Regions from separate parts of the Arachis hypogaea genome. Here region 2 is linked to region 1. The links are chromatin contacts, called in public Hi-C maps. All regions are on one chromosome and are shown on one strand. Each heading gives the region's core, a stretch centred on a gene start, on an enhancer-like site or on the middle of the called end of the contact. The rest is flanking DNA. Distances are from core to core; before and after follow the strand shown. Region 1 holds the start of LOC112784591 (putative ABC1 protein At2g40090). Region 2 holds the start of LOC112782738 (nuclear pore complex protein NUP88).

The links. Hi-C and Micro-C count contacts between places; a contact is called where the count stands out from the background.
Region 2: a Hi-C map of leaf shows a contact between it and region 1, with 4 times the contacts expected there. The contact joins the promoter of LOC112782738 here to the promoter of LOC112784591 in region 1. A contact is called at or near these places in 2 of 8 Hi-C or Micro-C datasets (both in leaf).

Annotation. Positions count from the first base shown.
Region 1 is chr20:35,220,389-35,224,557 of arahy.Tifrunner.gnm2.J5K5, forward strand. It overlaps LOC112784591 (putative ABC1 protein At2g40090), which reads right to left and starts at 1,962. Exons shown (of 11, transcript XM_025827854.3): 1 at 1,735-1,962; 2 at 1,148-1,302; 3 at 885-1,010; 4 at 664-759; 5 at 431-531; 6 at 154-190. The coding sequence starts at 1,912.
Region 2 is chr20:35,485,979-35,490,147 of arahy.Tifrunner.gnm2.J5K5, forward strand. LOC112782738 (nuclear pore complex protein NUP88) reads left to right here and starts at 2,290. Exons shown (of 10, transcript XM_025825290.3): 1 at 2,290-2,627; 2 at 4,019-4,169. The coding sequence starts at 4,094.

The sequences.
Region 1 (4,169 bases), core at 712-3,211:
CCAACTTCTTCACACAAAATTGAATTAATAGGAAATAATATATAAGTATAGATACAATATTAATGCCATCTTTGTAAATTGAAGGCAGAGCACCCAAATAAGCATGGATATATTTTAGGCATAGGCATTGCTTTCAAGTTACAATCAACTTACCTTGGGTAAACTGTCATTAATCTCATCAATCAACCACCTGCAGACAGATATGAACAAATGTTTGATAAATCATGAATTCAAAGCAACTAGGTAACTGATGATCAATAATTCTTACTAAAGAGACAACTCAGAGTTTAAATTTTAGGGCAATCAGGCTGTTTCGAAAAAATAGATACAATCCATCAGTTGTGGTTGTTCAGACTTGGATGACTTCCAAATGTTTCCTAGTCATGACATCTGTAAATTCCTTAGCCAATAGTATTATAGCCCTACTTACCTATAATCAAAACTGGGAAAAAACCTATGCAGAGTGTTCACAACCAATTCCACTGTGGCATGATCTGCAGCTGCAGTCTCAGTCATGTGAGCATGCTGAACCTGAACAACAACAGATAAATTTTAAATGAAGATATTCCCAGCAAAAACACTAACACACATGTTCATGCAGAAGAAAGATGATTCAAAATATTCAATAATAGATGATCAAGAAATATTAGCATTATTTTTAACCTTCACAGCAACTTTTTGGCCATCATGTGTGCGGGCTACATGGACTTGTGCAAGGGAAGCACTTGCTATTGGAATTGGGTCAAACTCAGCAAATATCTACACAATTAAAAAAGCAAAACTCATCCACCACAATAGTAATATTTCAAGAGAAAAGTCGCAACCATGACTGGAGAAAAATAACACACATAAAGGACAAATGAATCAAACAAAAATATTTATACATTTTCCGGTGTGTCTCCAAGCTCCCTCTTGAATACTTCACATATTTGCTCATATGAAGAAACTGGACATCTATTTAGCATAGATTCCCTCAATGTTATAACATACTCTTGAGGAACCAAGTACTCCTGTTCATAAATAAACATATAAAAGAACAAACAGAGTATTCCCTTTGCATCACTGAGGACGATTGCAATTGGTAAAGTCAGTTATCACCATATATTTTTTTCTATTCAAACAAAAAGGAGAGGCAAAGGAAGTATACCAACTGCCCAAGATGCTGCCCAAGCTTTATATAAATCCCACCATTCTTAAAACACAAGTCTCGAAGTTTCTCTGCTGACCGGAGGTGAACTTCATGCTTGACCATCTCCCTCTCAATGCTTCCCTCCCGCAATCCACGCAGTGAATATTCATAATCTAACAAAACAACGACACAGCAAACCACATTTCATTATTCCAAGCTTCATTCTCACTGAAAAAATAATGTCTGTGAATAAACCAATGTGAAAACACGCGTAGAAACATCATAAATTCATAATTCACAACTCAAAACCTTAATTCAAATTTGAACTATTAATTCAAATAAGGTAAAGACAATACAAATTGATGTGCAACATTGTCAATCACTTTAACCCCAAACAAACTTTTAGCAATAGAAACCCAAACTCAAAACTAGCATCCAAATTTACAGAATTCAATAAGGTAAAAGAAGTAGGATTGAGCTTTGAAGCCAAAAACAAATAAATAAACAAACAAATAAATAAATAATCGATAAAACTGATAAGAATTTTTGAATTTGCAGAAACTTCGGGAACCACGAAGTTTCTGTTAGATCTACAGTTTATTTACCGAACGCAATGTTGGCGGCAGTGACGGCGTCGCGGAGGAGGCGGTGGGGAACGGTGGCGCAGAGCCTGAGAGCTGTTGCGGGGTCGTCAGAGGTGGCAATGAGCGCTGCCGCGGTGCCACCGGCAGCGGCGGAGGCAACAAGAGAGAGCTTCTTTCCTGCGCGCCATAATGAGCCCATCTTTAGGGTCGTGTTTGGTCGTTGTGACTTTGGTCACAATAGGTTCTCTTCTCGTGGCAAAAATAATATATAAAATGAATAAACCAAAAAAAGATATCTTTTAATTATTTATTTGTGAAATATTTTTTAAACAACTATGTTAGATAGTATAAAAATTAGTTATACAATCAGTCATTTATATAGAACACTTTTTTTTTTTTAGATGATAGTAGTATTTTATTCAATAGAAAAATAAATATAATGTCTAAAATTTAGGATAAGAAAAAATAGAAAAAGGAGATTTTTAAATATTTGTGAACAGGTAAAATTATAAGAAGAAAATAATATAGAAAAGTAGATAACAAAAAAATTTTAGGGCACTATGCATAAGGTAAAATAGATAGTTCCTGGTGACTTAAGCGATGTTGCTAGCACTTTTTCCAGAGATTCTGGACATGCTCGAAGACTCGCCGACACTCCTCCTTCCAAATATTTCAAGTTATAATCAAAATCAGTCGAGTTCTTTTTGGGCTTGTTCCTTGAAATTCAGTTTGTAACACCAAATCCCTCCACCAATCGAAGAACAAGGAACATCTATGATCTGGAATGAGATAAGTCAAAGGATTTTTCTTCCACACTAGATTAGCGTCTCCACAGAAAAATAGACAGTGCATGAGTGATTCTGGAGCTGACTTGCAAATTAGACAAGTTGTCGAAGTGGATGGGAACCGTTGGTGGATGAGAAGCAGAACAAGAAGCTTACTATGGAGAATTTTCCACGCAAAGAGCAAAATCTTGTGAGAAATTTTCAGCTTCTATAAATGACTCCAAACTGACATCTGTTGCATGAAGTTTGGATAAAATTCAATGGAGTTATGGTAAAATTGGTAAGCAATTTTGTACCCAGATACAACATCATATGTTTTTCCTCTGTTTATTATCCATTGAATTATGTTTTCACCTTCTCCTGGGGTTATGGAGAGGATTCACTTAACAATTTTTGGAGGGAAAAGATTTGAGATTAATACTTTGTTCCACGATTTATTTGACAAAAACAGGTCTTTCACCTATAACAAATGGTAACTATCTGATAGTAGTACCACAGATGGTGGAACAGTGAAGGGATAAGGAGGAGGGAGCCATGGTTTGGATAAGATTCGGATGTCATCAGAACTTACTTTTTAACTAATGCCTTTCTTTACAACTCGCCTCCCTTCAAGAATATTTTGCCAACTCCAAGAAGATAAGGTCCTTACTTCTGCTGTAAGGATAGAATTAAATCTGAAGTATTCACCTTTAAGTATTCTAGAAAGAAGAGAGTTAGGTTGATACACGATTTTTTTTTCAGCACTGTTTACCCAAAAGAGCCAGGTTTTGAGTTCTGAGATCTTTGAAACCAAGCCCGCTTTCTTTCTTAGACCTGGTCATCTTATCTCAACTAATCCACACCATTGGTCTTTCAGAACCTTGCTTCCCCCACCAGAATTGAGTTAGAATACTATGAATTTTATTTAGCAAGTTGTCCATAAGTTTAAAATATGACAATATGTATATTGGTATGACTTCACCAACTGCTCGAAGTAATATCTGTCTTCCTCCATTAGATAACAAGCACATTTTTCATCCTTGTATCCTTTTAAGAACCTTATCTTTGATTGAGTTAAATGTAACTTTTTTTAGAGCGGTTGATAAAGAAAGATAGACCCAAATATTTATCCTGTGCACCTATGTGAGGAATATTCAGCTGTGCTGTTAAAGTCTGAAAACACTTAACACACATATCAAGGCATCGAATGGTAATAAGAGAGAATTAAAATTAGTAATTTAAGGTCAAAGAAGCATGTTTTCAATCATAGAACAAAATTAGGAAGGAAAATGTAAAACATGCGAATTATCTGAATAAGTGTGAGTTTAGTGAGTAAAATCCACTCAATTAAGTACAAAATATACCACGAAATAGTGGTGCATCAGCTGTTAAGGAGGTTCTAATCAACTCTGGAGTGTTATTATTGAAGAATATGACCGATTTACTAAGATTAACTCTTTGTCCACTGAAACTCTCATAAGATTCCAATAATTCTAGAATAGAGGCACAACTATTTTCCAAGGCTTTACCGAATAGAATAGAATCATTAGCGAATAGTAAGTGATATATAGTTGGGCATCTTCTATTTATTTGAATTCCCCGAATGAGACTATTTTGCTCTACTTTGTGTATCAAGAAGGAAAATCCTTCTTCACATAATAAAAAAAAAGGGGATAAAGGGTCACATTGACA
Region 2 (4,169 bases), core at 1,040-3,539, 270 kb after region 1:
TGTTCCTGCTGGTGTTGCTTTCAATTTTTAGGAGCCTCCAACTCCTGGTGTTCCTGTTGCTCCCGGTGCTTCTGCTGCTCCTAGTGCTTCTGCTGCTCCTAGTGCTTCATATATAGAAAGGAATAAAAGAAAAAGAGGGAGCAAAAGTGAGGAAGTGATTGACATAGTAGTAGAATCAATGAGAGATATGAAAGGTGCTTATCAAGAACACACATCCGTTTTAGTTGATATGGTTTCTTGTTTTAAGCATGAGAAAGAAGGAGCTGAGCGCAGAATGAAGCTAATGGCACTGTTGAGAGATGTTCCTGGTTTGAGCGGTGATGATAGAATGAAGGCTGGCCTTAGCATTCTAAGGGACAATAGTCTGATCGACATGGTGTTCCAACTTCAACCGGGGGAACTTTTGCCATTTTTGAAGAAATTGCTTTAAATATTGCTATTTTTGAATTTTTATTGAATATTATAGTGACTTGATAGGAAGACATTTGTGCCAATTGTTGCTGTTGTTTTGTGAGGAATATAAGTAGCTAAAACCCTAGTTCCTGATGCCATTATATCAGGTTTTAAGATTCATGGAAAACTAGTTAAAGTTCCTCTTGAACTAGAATGTGTAGCAACTGGTGATGGCTTGATTCCAATAAATGTTTGTTGACAATTGATGGTGGATTTTGGAATTTTGTTGCTTTGTATATAATTGATCATAGATTTTGCATCTTTGGAAGTAATTATAATGCTAGGAGAATAGAGATGCCACCATTCAGTTAGTTGAGGATCATCTGAGATGAACACTGCTCCTTTTACATTGTCATAGTCACTAATTTAATTATGATAAAATTGATTTTAATTAAACATTTGTTATTAAGGGTATTATAGTAAATTTATTAGTAGAGATAAAATTTAGAGTCGATAATAATTTAGCTAAAGATATTTGTTATTAGGAATATTTTAGTAAATTTAAAAAAATTTAGAATCAATAATAATTTAACTAAAGATATTTGATATTAAGGGTATTTTAGTAAATTTAAAAAAATTTAGAGTCAATAATAATTTTAACTAAACATATTTGTTATTAGGGGTATTTTAGTAAAAAATTTAGAGTCAATAATAATTTAACTAAACATATTTGTTATTAGGGGTATTTTAGTAAATTTAAAAAAATTAAAATCAATAATAATTTTAACTAAACATATTTGTTATTAGGGGTATTTTAGTAAATTTAAAAAAATTTAGAATTAATAATAATTTTAACTAAGATATTTGTTATTAGGGGTATTTTAGTAAATTTAAAAAATATTAAACTTTTAGTCATTAATATTTTAATTTGAATGATTAAGGGTAATTTTGACATATTACATAATATGACCAAGATATTTAAACTCAATCAAACAAAAATTTAGTCATTCCTAGGATTATTACATAATATTCCAATGTATTAAATTTTACAACCAAATATGGGAATCATATATTCCAAGTAATCTCATTCCTAGGAATATAATGCCTAGAAATGAGATTACTTGGTAATAAAATTTAATCTTTGAACCACACACATCCTTAGGTATATTTGATTCCCATAGAAATGGAATCTGAGTAACAAAGTAATACTTGAACCACATATTCTAAATGTGTGAACTGTGTATGTAAGTTTGTGGTGTCTAAGATGGAAAATTGTCTAATCCATCTTATTAAAAAAATTAATTTTTATATATTGACATATCTAATTAAATTTATGTATTTAGATAATTAAATAATAAATTTAAAAATTAATTATTATTTACAATATAAATTTATTATTTATATAAAACTTGTTTAGCAGTAGTATCAACTGTGTATAAAAATTAAATTAAAAAAGTAATTAGTAAAAAAATAATAAAGCAATTCTTTCTACTAGAGAGAAAATTTAAATTTTATGTGAAATTGAAAAAAATAAATTAAGTATGTAAAATATAATATTGTAACAAGATTTAAATTGTAAAATTATCAGACCTAATATAAATTTTGTAAGATTGATTAGAATCTGTAATATCAAAAAAATTTAAGAGTTAAATTGAGATTCCAACTAAACTGAGTATATGACGACGTTTGGTAACCCATGACGAGCCAGAAAGTATGGTTCTAAAAACCGAATCGGACCGATAGTTCAACCGGAAACTGGCGAGAAAAAGGTATGGTCTGCTGTCTATAACCGCTCATTTGAAAACCGTTTGAAAACTGCTGAACCGGACGGGAACCGGTCAGTTGGACCGGATTGGAAACCATCCGGTATAAACGGCGCCGTTTTGGAATTTAAAAAAATAAAAAAAATGTCACTCCCGGTCACCCCCCCTTCGCATTCGTGAGTCTCACCCCTCATCTGAAGCCCAAAAATCAACGTTACCAAACCAAAACCCTAGCTTCCTCCTCAACGGTTCTGCCGCAGTGCCGCCGCCGTCCGTGTTGTCGACGCCGTCCGTGACTTCCTCTCTCCCCCTATCCCGAACCCAAGCCCTCTCTTGTAGGCTATAGCTCGGCACGTCGTCCCCATCCTCCGGCTTCTCTGTTCGAGGCTTGGAGCAGCTCGCCGTCGTGTCGCGGCTCGCCGCTCGCGTCGTGTCGCCGCTCGCCGCTCGCCGTCCGTCTCTCCGTCGAAGGTTAGTGGCACTGCTTTCACTTCTTCGGTTCTTCCTTTTATGCTCTGTTGAGTGATTTCTGAATGTGAAAGTGTGAATGGATTAATGGAAAGTTGGAATCCAAATCATTATTGAAATTTTGTGCTGCTGCTGTTTTTTTTTTAATTTCTGAAATTTTTGTTGAACTGCTGCTGATTTTATGCTGGTTTAGTGTGGTTAGTTTATGCTCTGTTTTGTAATGTTTGTTGCTGGATGGTGATTGTTCTTGATTCTTGGCTCTGTTTAGTCTCTTGTGCTGTTGGTAATGGTGTTTTTGATTGGGTTTATCCTTTGAGAGCTACTGTTAGTGTGGTCTGGTGCTGTTTAGTCTCTGTTTAGTCTCTTGTTGAACTGCCAGTGCTGCTACCTCTGTTGCTGTTTCTGTCGTGCCTTGCCATCTTGTTACCACTGATTTCATCTGCCTTCATTCTTGTTCTACTTCAAAATCATGCTAAATTTGTGAGTGTCCGCCCTTTTTGAATATGTTTATAAATAATAAGATTAGACATTGATTTTTCTGATTATGGTTTTGGTCTGTATTTGATGTTGTTCAAATTTCATGATTTTGTTACTGGCTCCTGAAAGTTGGATTTATTTTTCTAATATGCTTAACATCAGAAAGATTTGGAAGAGTTTGTTACTCTCTATTAAGAATGTGCTGAAACTTTGTTAAAATTTGGCTGAAAATTTTGTTATTAGATAGATAGATAGATGGGATATGCCAAACTGAAACTTGAAGGTGGAGAATGTTTCTTATGTCCAGTTGCTTATAGGGAGTGAAAATGGCATGTTACCTCAAAGAGGAATGTTGGCAGCCCCAAGAATGGCAAGCCTTAGGAGCTTGATGAGGCTTGTCACCCTTCATTGGCCCTTTTCATGGATGAGATCAAGATTGGATGAAATCAATAACAACAAGAGTTCTTTGCCTTCTGATTCAATGATAATTTGGTATCTTGCCCTTGAGATTGGAAATTTATGGTTACATTATTGGCTGTTGCTGATTTATCATGCTATGATGCTGAGCTTGGCTATGAGTAGATGATTGAATATTTGTTATTGATTTGGTTAATTCAATGATTTTTTTTTTGGTTTTTTGTGACTATCTTAACGAGTTCAATAGTGATATATTGAATGATATTGTTAATAATTATGAAATCAAATGTTAAATTAGATTTTGGTTGATGTAGTACTTTATATTTGGAAGACATTAAAATTTATGTTGCACTATAACTATGTTTTAGAGTATTTATTTATAATTTATTTATTATTTTATTATAAAACGGTTTTTCCGGTTAGACCACGGTTGAACTGGTTGGACCAGTAAACTAGTGAACTAGTGACTAGAACGGTTTGATGACTGGTCCGGTTTTCAGAACCTTGCCAGAACGAGAAGAAAGTGGCAGTGATCGTGTACGAGTGAGTGTGGAGAGTTCAAACGTGAAGGCGCCATGAGGATCACTCTCGATCCATCATCGGATCCAAGTCCTCAACCAAAACGTTCTCCTCTAACTCTTACTCCCACAG